Linked DNA regions of Sus scrofa: region 2 is linked to region 1. The links are chromatin contacts, called in public promoter capture Hi-C maps. All regions are on one chromosome and are shown on one strand. Each heading gives the region's core, a stretch centred on a gene start, on an enhancer-like site or on the middle of the called end of the contact. The rest is flanking DNA. Distances are from core to core; before and after follow the strand shown.

Region 1 (6,083 bases), core at 100-2,599:
GGCCACACAACATGGGATGTGGAGGTGAGACAGACTTTCACAAGCTAAGGGGTGGAGAAGGGCCCCATGTGTATGTGGAGGCAGCGGCCGGGGCGGGGGGTGGGGGGTGGGGGGTGGAGAAATAAGGCTTTTCCCTTGCACTTCTCCATGCCTCCCCTCCCCAGCACGGCTCCCCTTCCTTACCCGGAGGCAGGGGCTGTCCGTGTGGGCCCCGATGAGGCTGAAACCATTGCCAGGAACATACTGGCCTCCCACAGCAAAAGCGATGATGGTGGAGGAATTCCTGGTCAGGAAGTACTGGGGTGGAGGGTGGAGATGGATTAGCCAGCGGGCGCACAGGACTTCGAGCCCCAGCCTGGGTTCCTGCCTCTCCACCCCCACTCCACCCCTAGTACCTTACTCTCCGGCTTGATATCCCAGCTCTCCGTCTCCTTGAGTTCACGGAAGCCAGCCTGGAGGAGGCGGCTGCGGCACTCGGCCACCGCTGGAGGGAAAGAACGCTCTCATAGCGATGGAAACCGCTAGGAGGCACACGGCCCCGCTCCCCCCCCTCCCCCCGCCGCCCTCCTCGGCTGCCCTGGTCACTTACCGTGGAAAGGAGAGGGGCTCTGGTTCACAAACTTGAGGAGTTCCCGGGCCGCGGCTTGCACCGCCTCTTTGCGGGCCCTGCCGCTCATGGCCACCTAAGGGAGCGGGAGCTCAGACTCCTACAAGGTCTAGAACCCCTGACTTATCATCCAAGTTCCGGAGACTCCCCGCCCCGCCCCTCCAATCCCCCGCCCCCACCCCACCCCACTCCACCCCAAGTGACGGCTCCGAGGCTCAGACCCCTTGCCCCAGGGAGAGAAGCAGATGCCGGGCGGATCCTCCATCCGCTGAAAGCTTCGATCCGCCAACCAAAGCGTCACAACCCCCGCTGCGTTCCCCGCACCGCACATCTCAGCCGGCCCGCCCCCTCATCCTAGCTTCAGCCCTGCCCCCCAAGTCCCGCCCCCACGTGCCCGACCAGCTGAAAATCCGGGTCAGTTCCCAAACTCCGAGCTTGCAATGGGGCCCCTAACTCTGTGCCAGCCTGCGCCGCGCGCGCGATCCCATCCCAGAACCAAATACCTGTTCTCTAGGGAACAGCCCAAAGCAGTCTCTCGCAGACCCCTCCTTAGCAACCCCAGGAAGGTAAAGTCACTTGGGGCCTGGCTTTCAGTTTTGTTTAGGGTCGGGCGGAGCCCCCACGTCAGCAAGCGCAAGGTTGAGCCTGGGCCCAAGAGGCTGCCGGGCCGGGTTTGGGATCGAAGTTCGTGCGGGACGAGAGGCGGCCACCTACCTGCATGGCCTGACGCGTGGGCCTACGTCTGCCCGCCCGGCCCGTGCGCTAGGCCCGCCCCCACTCCCACCGCCCGCCCCGCAGCCGCCGCTTGCCCCCCCGCCCCCCGTGCCCCTTACGCGGCGGTGGCGGGCGCCCTCTGCCGACCCGGAGGTGCTAAGATAGCCGAAAGCCGCGGGCCCCCACCCTTGCCCCAGGTCAGAGAGTCCAGGTAAAAAACACCCCCGCCAGCTCACCTGGTCCGACGGGTGCTGTGCAAAGTGCTCTCTCTCTCCACAGGCACCCTGGTGATAATGAAAGCAACATGGCTAGTGTTCATGGAGCGTTCATGATGAATTTTAGCTTTCTGGTCAAGCTTACTGTGTTACCTTGTTTAATCTTCATTGCCCTATCAACTTTGTACCTCTACTGTCCCCATTGTATACCAAACTGAAATATAGAGATGAGTAACCTGTCCAAGGCAGCAGGTGGCAGAGGTGGGGTTTGGACTCAATTAATTTGGGGCCTGGGACAACCCACTCTCAGATTTTCACTGGGCCCTTTTCTTGGTAAAGTCTACGTTATTCGGGACGTCCCTCAGCGAGGGAGGAATTAACAACTTGTCCAAGATCACGCAGCTCTTTGGATGCCTCTGGGATTTGACTCTGGTATCTGTACTCTTTCCACTTTTTAAATTGACAGAAAAAGACCAACTCCAAAAAAAAAAAAATGTAGATAAATGTATAACTGGGTCACTTTGCTGTACAGCAGAAATTGACAGAACATTGTAAATCAACTATAATTTTAAAAAATTGTGACAAACTCCATATGTTCTTGGAGGCAATCCCAATAGCCCTATGTCAAGAGTGGTGAGTAGCCACTTAAAAAACACAGGTGCCTGACTAACCATGGATTCTGATGAGGACTCTTGATGGTCCCTGGGTTCAAAACAGGGGCCAGCTCTCAGGGCTGTTATTAGCATTCCAGGGATTACAGGTGATGGAGCAATCTGCCATTTAGGTACTGGACTGGGAATGTCAGGGGAGTGGGCAGTAGTAGGAAAGATCTTGCAGCCCCCAATTCAAAGGAGTAGATGTAGGTGTTCCCATCGTGGTAAAGCAGAAACGAATCCAACTAGGAACCATGAGGTTGCGGGTTCGATCCCTGGCCTCGCTCAGTGGATTAAGGATCTGGCGTTGCCATGAGTTGTGGTGGAGGTCGCAGACACAGCTTGGATCTGATTGGATCCCTAGCCTGGGAACCTCCATATGCCGTAGGTGCGGCACTAAAAAGGACAAAAAAAAAAAAAAGAAAAGATACCATTTTTGACTTGTTGGATTAGGCTTGGGGAAATACACATGTTTCAGCCCTATTTCTGTGGTGTAAACACTCCCCATGGCCAAGTCTAAGCTGCCAGCGTGAACTGAACGTGGAATTGGGAGGGATGAGGAAAAGTACACAACTGTGTAGATTTCTGCCAAACAGATATAATGGACAAAAGTAATCTCAGGAGCAAAGATTTATAGTAAAATCACTAGGAAAGCAATAATCTTCTGAGTATTATCTCTGTTTGTAATATAATTTGTTTAATTGTAAGTTTCCATAGATTAATTTTTAGCGATTCCTGTGTTTAACACTAGGATCACAAAATTCCTGGAGATCTGACAGTCATTTCTTTTTTATTTGTTTGCTTGTTTGTTTGTTTTGACCCCGCCCGTGGCATATGGAAGTTCCCAGGACAGCAACTGAACCTGCATCACGGCAGCAACCTGGGCCACTACAGTGACAATGACTGATCCTTAACCCACTGAACCACCAGGGAACTCCACCACCAGGGACCTCCTAGCTGGTGTTTACAGCGTTACCATTAGTCATTTATCTTTTTTGGTTTAATTACTATTAAAGAGCAAATGCCTGTGTGTTAACATAGCAATAGTTACACACTTCAGTGTGAGTTACCTTGACATGCATGTCCTTTGTGATCCATAGGTTTATGAAAGAAACTTCCTAAGTAGTGATCTGTCCCATAATTCAGAATACCAAAGCAATTCTGTGAGGAAGAGAAAGTGTGTGTGTGTGTGTGTGTGTGTGTCCTGTTCCTGCCTGCTGAAATGGATACAGAGAGGGGCTGAATCAGATGATCTTGATTTCTTGATGCTAAAACAGCCCTGGGTATCTCATTGCTTGGCTGTTTAAATGAATGATTTGCTCCTGGGTAGAATGATAGGGGCTTGCATAACACGGTACAATTTGTTCTCTTACAATGTCGTTGGAAGGGCACTTTAGTTTCCAACACATGTCTTCTGCTCAAGTCGTTTTCTGAGCAAGGCTCAGCTGAGTAAGAACTACAAATGCCAGGATGCCTTGAGGTGAGCAGCTCAGGCAAAATTTTTGTTTCCAACCAATCGTATTCTAGGAGGGAGGTTTGAAAAGCTTTTTTTTTTTTTTTTTTTAATGTCTTTTTGTCTTTTTAGGACTGCACCTGCAGCATATGGAGGTTCTCAGGGTAGCAGCTGAACCAGAGCTGGCCAGAGAGCTCACGCATCCTCCTGGGTACTAGTCAGATTTGTTTCTGTTGAGCAGGAAATCCTTGGATGTCTTTTTGGTCGCCCCCCCACCAGCTTATGGAAGTTCCCTGGCCAAGGATGCAACCTTGCCACAGAAGTGACAACACTGGCTCCTTAACCCATAAGCCACCAGGAAACTCTGGAATGTTTCTTTTGATATTTATTGGTGTGGGGTTGTTTGGGGGGTTTTTTGTTTGTTTGTTTGTTTGTTTTTATTTTGCTTTTTAGGGCCACACCCAAGGCATATGGAGGTTCCCAGGCTAGGGGTGGAATCAGAGCTACAGCTGCCAGCCTACACCACAGCCACAGCAACGCAGGATCCAAGCCTCGCCTGTGACCTATACCACAGCTCACAGCAGTGCCAGATCCTTAACCCACTGGGCGAGGCCAGGGATCAAACCCACAACCTCACAGTTCCTAGTCGGATTCGTTTCCATTGCACCACCACGGGAACTCCTGATATTGGTATTTTAAACAAAAAATAAACTGAGAATGAGATAGGAAACCTTCAGAGAAAGGTACCCAACCCCATTAATTCCTCACCTATACAAGAATTACCAACAATTGATCCTATTCATCTCGGTTCCCCAGTCCTCTCTTCTCCACCCCCCTCCAACCCAGCATAATGTGCTGCTCCATCCTTATCACCACTCCTTTGCACACACTTCCACACCCCTTGCTCACTTTGGGGTTGCTTAGTTGTCCGGCAAAAACCCCAACCCTGACTGCAAGCAGCTTCCTATCTGCCTTGTGTCTGCACCAGGCATACAGTAGATATAAAATGAATATTTTTTGAATGAATGAAATTTTATTCTATTTTACTTTTGTCTTTTTAGGGGTGCACCCACAGCACATGGAGGTTCCCAGGCTAGGGGTCAAATAGGAGCTATAGCAACCGGCCTACACCACCACCACAGCAACTCCAGATCCAAAGCTGTGCCTGTGACCTACATCACAGCTCAAGGCAATGCCAGATCCTTAACCCACTGAGCAAGGTCAGGGATTGAACCTGAGTCCTCAGGGATGCTAGTCGGGTTTTTTAACCACTAAGCCACCACGGGAACTTCTGAATGAATGAAATTTTAAAAAGTGTTATCTGTGAGAAACAACCCTCGTGGAATACTCCCCATCCATAAAAAGGAACAAACTCTTGAAAACGGCAGCAACTTGAATGGATCTCACAGACATTATGCTAAGTTTAAAAAATGACAAAATTATAGACAGGGAGAAAGGATGAATGGTGGCCAAGGGCTAGGGCTCTTGAGGGAAGGGAAGGGGGTGCCTCTGAGGAGGAGTGCAGGGAATATCTTTGTGGCGGTGGAATAGTTCTGCCTCTTGACTGTGGTAGAGGTTGCGTGATAAAAGTTTTTCCCATGTGATAAAGTGAGGGATGCCAGCTAAAATACAGGCCACTCAATTAAGTGTGAATTTCAGATAAACGAGGAATAATTTCTTAATCTAAATATGTCCCAGAGGAGTTCCCGTCCTGGCTCAGTGGTTAAAGAATCCAACTAGGAACCATGAGGATGCGGGTTCTATCCCTGGCCTGGCTCAATGGGTTAGGGATCCGGTGTTGCCGTGAGCTGTGGTGTAGGTTGCAGATGTGGCTTGGATCTGGCGTTGCTGTGGCTGTGGCGTAGGCCAGTGGCTACAGCTCTGATTAGACCCCTAGCCTGGCAACCTCCATATGCCGAGGGATTGGCCCTAGAAAAGGCAAAAAGACAAATAAATAAATAAATAAGTCCCAGATATTGCATGGGATATATTTACACTACAAACAAAATTTAATTGAGTGGTCTGTATTTCTGTTTGCTAAATCTGGCAACCCTGGACAACATGGCAAACAACTGTACACACACATTTCACCAATGTCCCTGGCCTGGTCGCGGTATTATATGGTAGTTGTGTAAGATGTAACCATGGGGGGACACTGGGCGAAGGATACGCAGGCCCTCTCTGAACTATTTTTGCAACCTCCTGGGACTGGAAAGTTATTTCAAGATAAAAAGATTTTTTTCGTTTTTATTTTATTTTATTTTACAATTTAAATTGATGAGATTTATTGTATGTAAATTAAACTTCAAAAACATGATTTTTTGTTATTTATGCATTTGTATATTCCAAGATAATGCTTTTTATTTATTGTTTTAATTAATTTTAAATGGTTTTTATTTTTTCCATTATAGTTGATTTATAGTGTTCTGTCAATTTCTACT
Region 2 (5,718 bases), core at 1,019-3,518, 150 kb after region 1:
AGTTCCCATCGTGGCGCAGTGGAAACGAATCCGACTAGCATTCATGAGGACGCAGGTTCGATCCCTGACCTTGCTCAGTGGGTTAAGGATCAGGCGTTGCCATGACCTTTGGTGTAGTTTGCAGAGTCGGCTTCGATCTGATGTGGCTGTGGTGTAGGCTGGTGGCTACAGCTCTGATTCAACCCCTAGCCTGTGAACTTCAATATGCCGTGGGTGCGGCCTCAAAAAGCAAAAAAACAAAAACAAAAACAAAAAAAACCCAAAACAAAAAAGTTAACAGGGCTGGCAAAAGGCAGCATACATAGGCTCTGGAAGGTCACATCCTCTCTGGGTCTGTTTCCCTCACCTATCAGAGGATAAGAATAACAGCTCTCTCCCCGGGGACATGAGGATTTAAGTGAAATACTGGTCTTACCTACACACTGCTTTTGGGAGATGGCACTATCCAGGCAGAGATGAGAGATACACTGTGCGTCTGATTCCCTGTTTCATTACTTAATAGTTTGGTCCTTGAGCAAGTTACTAAACCCATCTGAGCCTTAGCTAGCCTCATCTGTAAACAGGGCTGATTGTTTCTTTAAAGCACTAAGCCAAATGCTTGGCATATAGGTATTCCACACATCATCATGTATATTCTATTCTTTCTTTCTCTCTCCCTGTCTCTCTCTCTCTCTTTCTCTTTGCTTTTTAGGGGCACATCTGCAGCATATTGAAGTTCCCAGGCTAGGGATCCAATTGGAGCTACAGCTGCCGGCCTATGCCACAGCCACAGCACAGCCACGTGGGATCAGAGCCTCGTCTGAGACCTATACCACAGCTCACAGCAATGCTGGATTCCCAACCCACTGAGCAAGGCCAGAGATCGAACCCGCATCCTCACGGATACCAGTTAGATTCGTTTCTGCTGCACCACAACGGGAAGTCGATGGATATACTTATTTCTAAATATATGGCATTATACCACAAATATGTCACACAAATGATGTAAAGGAATGAATAGCATAGACATGTAGTGAATGTGTTTGGGGAGCTCAGGGGTTCCAGGATCTTACCTTCCACAACACAGAAGGTAAGTTGCAGAACTGGAAATTGAACTCAGTGTTACTTAGGAGAAATTAGTTCAACTCACAGGCAGAGGCATTAATGGGATGGGTATATCACCCTTCCCCCAGGAACCTCAATACCTCCCCATCCAGGTCTCCACACAGGAATAAGAGAGGTAAATCCTAGTTCTCTCTTTTCTCTTTCCCTCTCTCTATACCAGTCTACACCCATCACCGAGCCAGGGAACTGAGGATCTCTGGGGGCCCGTGGTGTCAAGCAGGTTTAGGACAGAGGTGGGCAAGTTCTGCCCAGGCCTGGATGAGGCCCAGGGAGGCCTCAGATGGGCTCCACACCTCCCCGAGAAGCAGGGCTATCGGAAATTATCAGGGCCCAAAGACTTCCTGGCTAGCCAGCCCCTTCCTTCCGGAGCCTGACCCAGCCCCTGTCGGCCTCCACGGCGCGCCTGTCCAGGCCGGTTCACAGGGGGTGGGGCTGGCGAGTCTGATCCCTACCTGACGGCCTTTTTGGCGGCCTGGCCAGGCTGTGCGGGGTGATAGGGCAATACGCGCGGCTCCCAGTTCTCCACGGCTCCTGCGCCGGCCCCGGGCTTCTCGCGCTCTGCTCCAGGTTGCACCGAGTTGGGCCGGCGTGCCGCGTTTGTGTTGCCGCGCGGCGGCAGCTCAGAATCTCCGGGTTGGGGCGGGCCTGGGCCGCACGGCTCCTCCACCCAGGTGACGCTGAGCAGGCTCAGAGTGAAGCCCAGGGAGATGCCCACGGCCACTGGCCCTGCGGGCCGCAGCACCGACAACAGCAGCGATGCCCGCATGGCGCCAGGACCGCGGGCCCCGGGCCTCGGAGCAGCCCCAGAGCAGCTAGAGGAGGCTCCGAGGGGGCGGGACTGGGGAGGGGGCGGATCCAGAGGGCCCAGGGCAAGCAGGCGGGCCCCCCCACTCCGCGCCGAGCAGAGCCCGCGGTGCCAGTCGAATCCCCAGCGCTGCGTTCTGATCCCCTTCCAGCCGCAGCTCGGTACCGCTCACCGTCCCGGCGCTGGGCTCGGGAGCCTTAGCGGGGGCCGTCGCTGTCCGACGTGTCACTGGGAGGGCCCCGCCCCCGGGGTGTGGTCTCGGGCTCCAGCTACCGGAGAGGGAGGAAAAGGGGGAGGTTAAAGGGGAAGGACCCCCGGAAGTGCCCCCTCCTCAGTGCGGGAGAGGCAGACGCCGGGGGCGGAGTCGCCTAACCTCCTCTCGGCGTGGTTGGTGCGTCTCGGGTGACGTCAGAAGCAGCCCGCCCCTGCCTGGATGGTGCGCCCTGAGTGACGTCAGGAGCAGAGGCCGGAGCTGTCCATCAGCACCACAGGCCGCGGGCGGGCTCAGGGCATGGGGCCGCGGCTCTGGGGCAGCCCAAGCCCCTGCTCCCGCTCCTTTCCCTTTCCCAGGCCCAGCCCGAGTCCCCGAACGCCGCGGACCTGGAGTGCTAGCCGGTTTTGGAGGCGGAGCGGCGACGCTGCCGCGCAGGGACCGGTCCCTCCGGCCCAGCGGCCCCCTTCCCCTCACGGCGGACTTTTACCGGACCCAAGTCGGCTGGAGCCCCTGGCACCCTGCAACCCCGGACACGCCGGCTTCTGCACAGCCTCTTTCGCTCTGAAGCTCAGGTCGCCTCCGGCCCAGGTAGATCTTGGACAATCCCAGATTTAGCCGCCCACAGACCAGTCTTCTAGCCGCCTGCTTCTCACTGGCAGCACACTGACCTCATCTCCCCACAACCCAGTTACCCTTTTAACTTCATCCCAGCTCCCTCTAGCCGGGCACTTTTGTTTCCCTTTGTCTTTTGCCCCTTACTTCAGGGATGCTTCCAGAGCTGTGTGATGTGAGCACCACTCCTTTGTCCACTGTGTCCTTGCCTAGTTCTCCCACTCCCATTCTCACTCCATCGTGGTAGAGACCCAGGACTCCTCTTTGACCCCAACTTCCTCTCTGTCAGGCTGACCTGGGAGGGTGACTCCCTCTGTTCCCAGCACTATGCCAGGCACTGCGGCGACACTGCGGTTCCAGCTGCTGCCCCCCGAGCCAGATGATGCCTTCTGGGGTGCACCCTGTGAACAGCCCCTGGAACGCAGGTACCAGGCACTGCCGGCCCTCGTCTGCATCATGTGCTGTCTGTTTGGAGTCGTCTACTGCTTCTTCGGTGAGACCTCATCTCATCCCTCACTGGGGCTTCCCCACTGTTTCCCTAAGTTATTTTTCTGAGGCACCCTCAGCCTTCTTTAGAACTTTACCACCACCATAATAATTATCTTTCTTTTCTCTCTCTCTCTTTTTCCATCCCACAAATGTTTGTAGATAACTTAGACTCTAGATCCTAGAGAACACAGGTTTTTGAGTTAGGCATGCTTGAATTTGAACCTGGCTCTGCACCTTACTAATTGTGATGCCTTGGGCTCATTAACTGCTAAGGTCCAGTTTTCTCATCTGAACAGTGGGAAGAATGATACTTGTCTCACACAGGGTTGTTGCAAGAATTAGTAAGCACTGAATACATAATAGCTCTTGTGATGAAGATATGTTTGGGTTACTATGCTAGGTAGGCACTGAAAACATTTAGCAGGGTAAGTAAACATGGTCTCTTATCACCGAGCATATTGTCTGATGGGGGAAAGTCTTCTGAGCCATTTATGCCTGTGATACCTATTAGAGAGGAGCTAAATATTAGTCATACACATGGAAATGTGTGTCCAAAGCAGGTTCCAGTAATCAGGGCTGCTGCAAATAGTTGTCCAGGATGGATACTGCACAAGGGAGTTCAGCTGGATAGGCAAGTAGGGGCTGAAATCTAGCCCATGCTCCACTTACAGAACTCTAGACCTTGGCACAAGTCTGCTTTGCCTAGAGGAACTCAGTTTTTCCTAAATTGCACAAAAATGCCAAATGGTCTAGTGGACTAAATGCCCAGTGACTCCCCAGCAAGAAGATGTAGAAATTCAGAGAGTAGAGTTGGTCTTTTGGACTGGGCATCCAAGGAAAGCCTCCAGGTAGAGCATTATAGGTGGCTGGATGAAGTGCAAAGGAAGCTTGAAGTTCTGAGTTCCAGGTTGGGTAGAGATGGGGTGGGATATGTGGGGGGGACTTGTGCTGTGCAGACTTTATGCCTCCCCCTAGAATGGCTGCGTAGTAGGCAGGGATAGGAGCCAGATGGTCCCTCCTCTTCCACCCCCAACCTCTGGTCTGAACAACTGAAGAGTGGGCAGGAGGAAGAGCCCCTCTAAGGGTTCAGGACACATTGTAGATCTCCAAGGAGTCTGTGTCACCTCACCCCCTCCACTATTCATACCCGCTCCCTCTACAGTTGCTCAGTGCAGCTTGACATTCCCTCTCCTGGCTTCCTTGCCACCTTACGCTCTTGGAGGCTCCCACTCTCCCACTCTTGGATTCTCTGAGCCCTCGTGCATGCCCTACTCTTTCCGGCCCCCGAACCTCCCAGACTCTAATGCTTCCCCTCATTGCCAGAACTAACTCTCCTCTTTAAGACTTTTCTCTTTGGCTTTCCCTGACCCCTTACCCCCCCATCTCTGACTTCCATCTTCCCAGCTGTTCAAGCTCTACAAGTCCCTCACACTTCCAGGTACCCTTAATGGGCCTAATGGCCCTATAACCTCCATTTTTCTGAAACTCCACAACCACTATTTCCTCAACAATCCTCTTTGACTCCCTGTGGCCCCTTGTATGTCCTAAAGACCCCTAATCACCCCAGCTATCTCATTACCTTCCATCCCTCTATTATTCCTAACATAGGGGGGATAGCCCCTATGACCCTATCATCAGATTGCTCCCCACATGATCTCAATGATTCCATTCCTCTGGCTTCAATATTACCTCTCTCAGACACCCTTTAATACTCTCAATGATTCCATATCTGTCAATCCCCTTGACCTGAAAGGACCTCATCTTGTGGACCCGTTTCTCTGTTCCCTTTGTAACCTTCTATTGAAGTCATATCTCTGAAGCCCTGTGACCCCTCAAAGACCTCATCTTTCCGACCTGTGTGATCTCACCTCTCAAGTTCTTTCCAACTTCCAAATACACCTCTCTGAACAACCCCTCCCCAAAGACCCCAATGACTCCATTGCCCATCCACTTGTGACCCCAGTGACCCCTCTCTCTGATCCCTATGATCCCAAAGACCCCGATAACCCTATCACTGATTCACTCTTGACTCCAATGATTTATCTCTGAGTGGCCCTTAAAAAAACCGACAATGACTGTGTCTCCGTTTTCCCAGTGACTCCCAATGACCTATCTTTCTGATCTTCCTTGACCCCAGGGGTTCCTTCATTGCTTCCCTCAGGACCTCAGTGACCCCAGTTCTCTGATCTTAGTCTCCTGCCTCTGGTTCCCCTGTGATTCCACGTCCCTGACCCCTCTGACCTCCTGCCTGCAGCCTGCTGGCCTTGTTTGGCCTCTCACGAGCCCCTGTTCCCCTCCAGGTTACCGCTGCTTCAAGGCAGTACTCTTCCTCACCGGGTTGCTGTTTGGCTCAGTGGTCATCTTCCTGCTGTGTTACCGAGAGCGGGTGCTGGAGACACAGCTGAGTGCTGGGGCGAGTGCAGGCATCGCGCTGGGCATCGGGCTGCTCTGCGGGCTGGTGGCCATGCTGGTGCGCAGCGTGGGCCTCTTCCTG

What was found. Promoter capture Hi-C pulls out the DNA fragments that hold promoters and counts their contacts.
Region 2: a contact with region 1 is called in a promoter capture Hi-C map of liver, with 2.7 times the contacts expected there. The contact joins the promoter of CHPF here to the promoter of DNPEP in region 1. A contact is called at or near these places in 3 of 5 promoter capture datasets (fetal liver, fetal skeletal muscle and liver), 5 of 47 Hi-C or Micro-C datasets (liver, omental adipose tissue, skeletal muscle and 1 more) and 1 of 2 datasets of contacts at active chromatin or transcription factors (skeletal muscle).

Annotation. Positions count from the first base shown.
Region 1 is chr15:121,402,762-121,408,844 of Sscrofa11.1, forward strand. DNPEP (aspartyl aminopeptidase) reads right to left here and starts at 1,350. Exons shown (of 15, transcript NM_001185186.1): 1 at 1,322-1,350; 2 at 590-683; 3 at 396-484; 4 at 184-297. The coding sequence starts at 1,327.
Region 2 is chr15:121,551,322-121,557,039 of Sscrofa11.1, forward strand. CHPF (chondroitin sulfate synthase 2) reads right to left here and starts at 2,269. Exons shown (of 4, transcript XM_003359649.4): 1 at 1,557-2,269. The coding sequence starts at 1,870. It overlaps TMEM198 (transmembrane protein 198), which reads left to right and starts at 2,365. Exons shown (of 5, transcript XM_021076309.1): 1 at 2,365-2,711; 2 at 3,025-3,228; 3 at 5,525-5,718. The coding sequence starts at 3,063.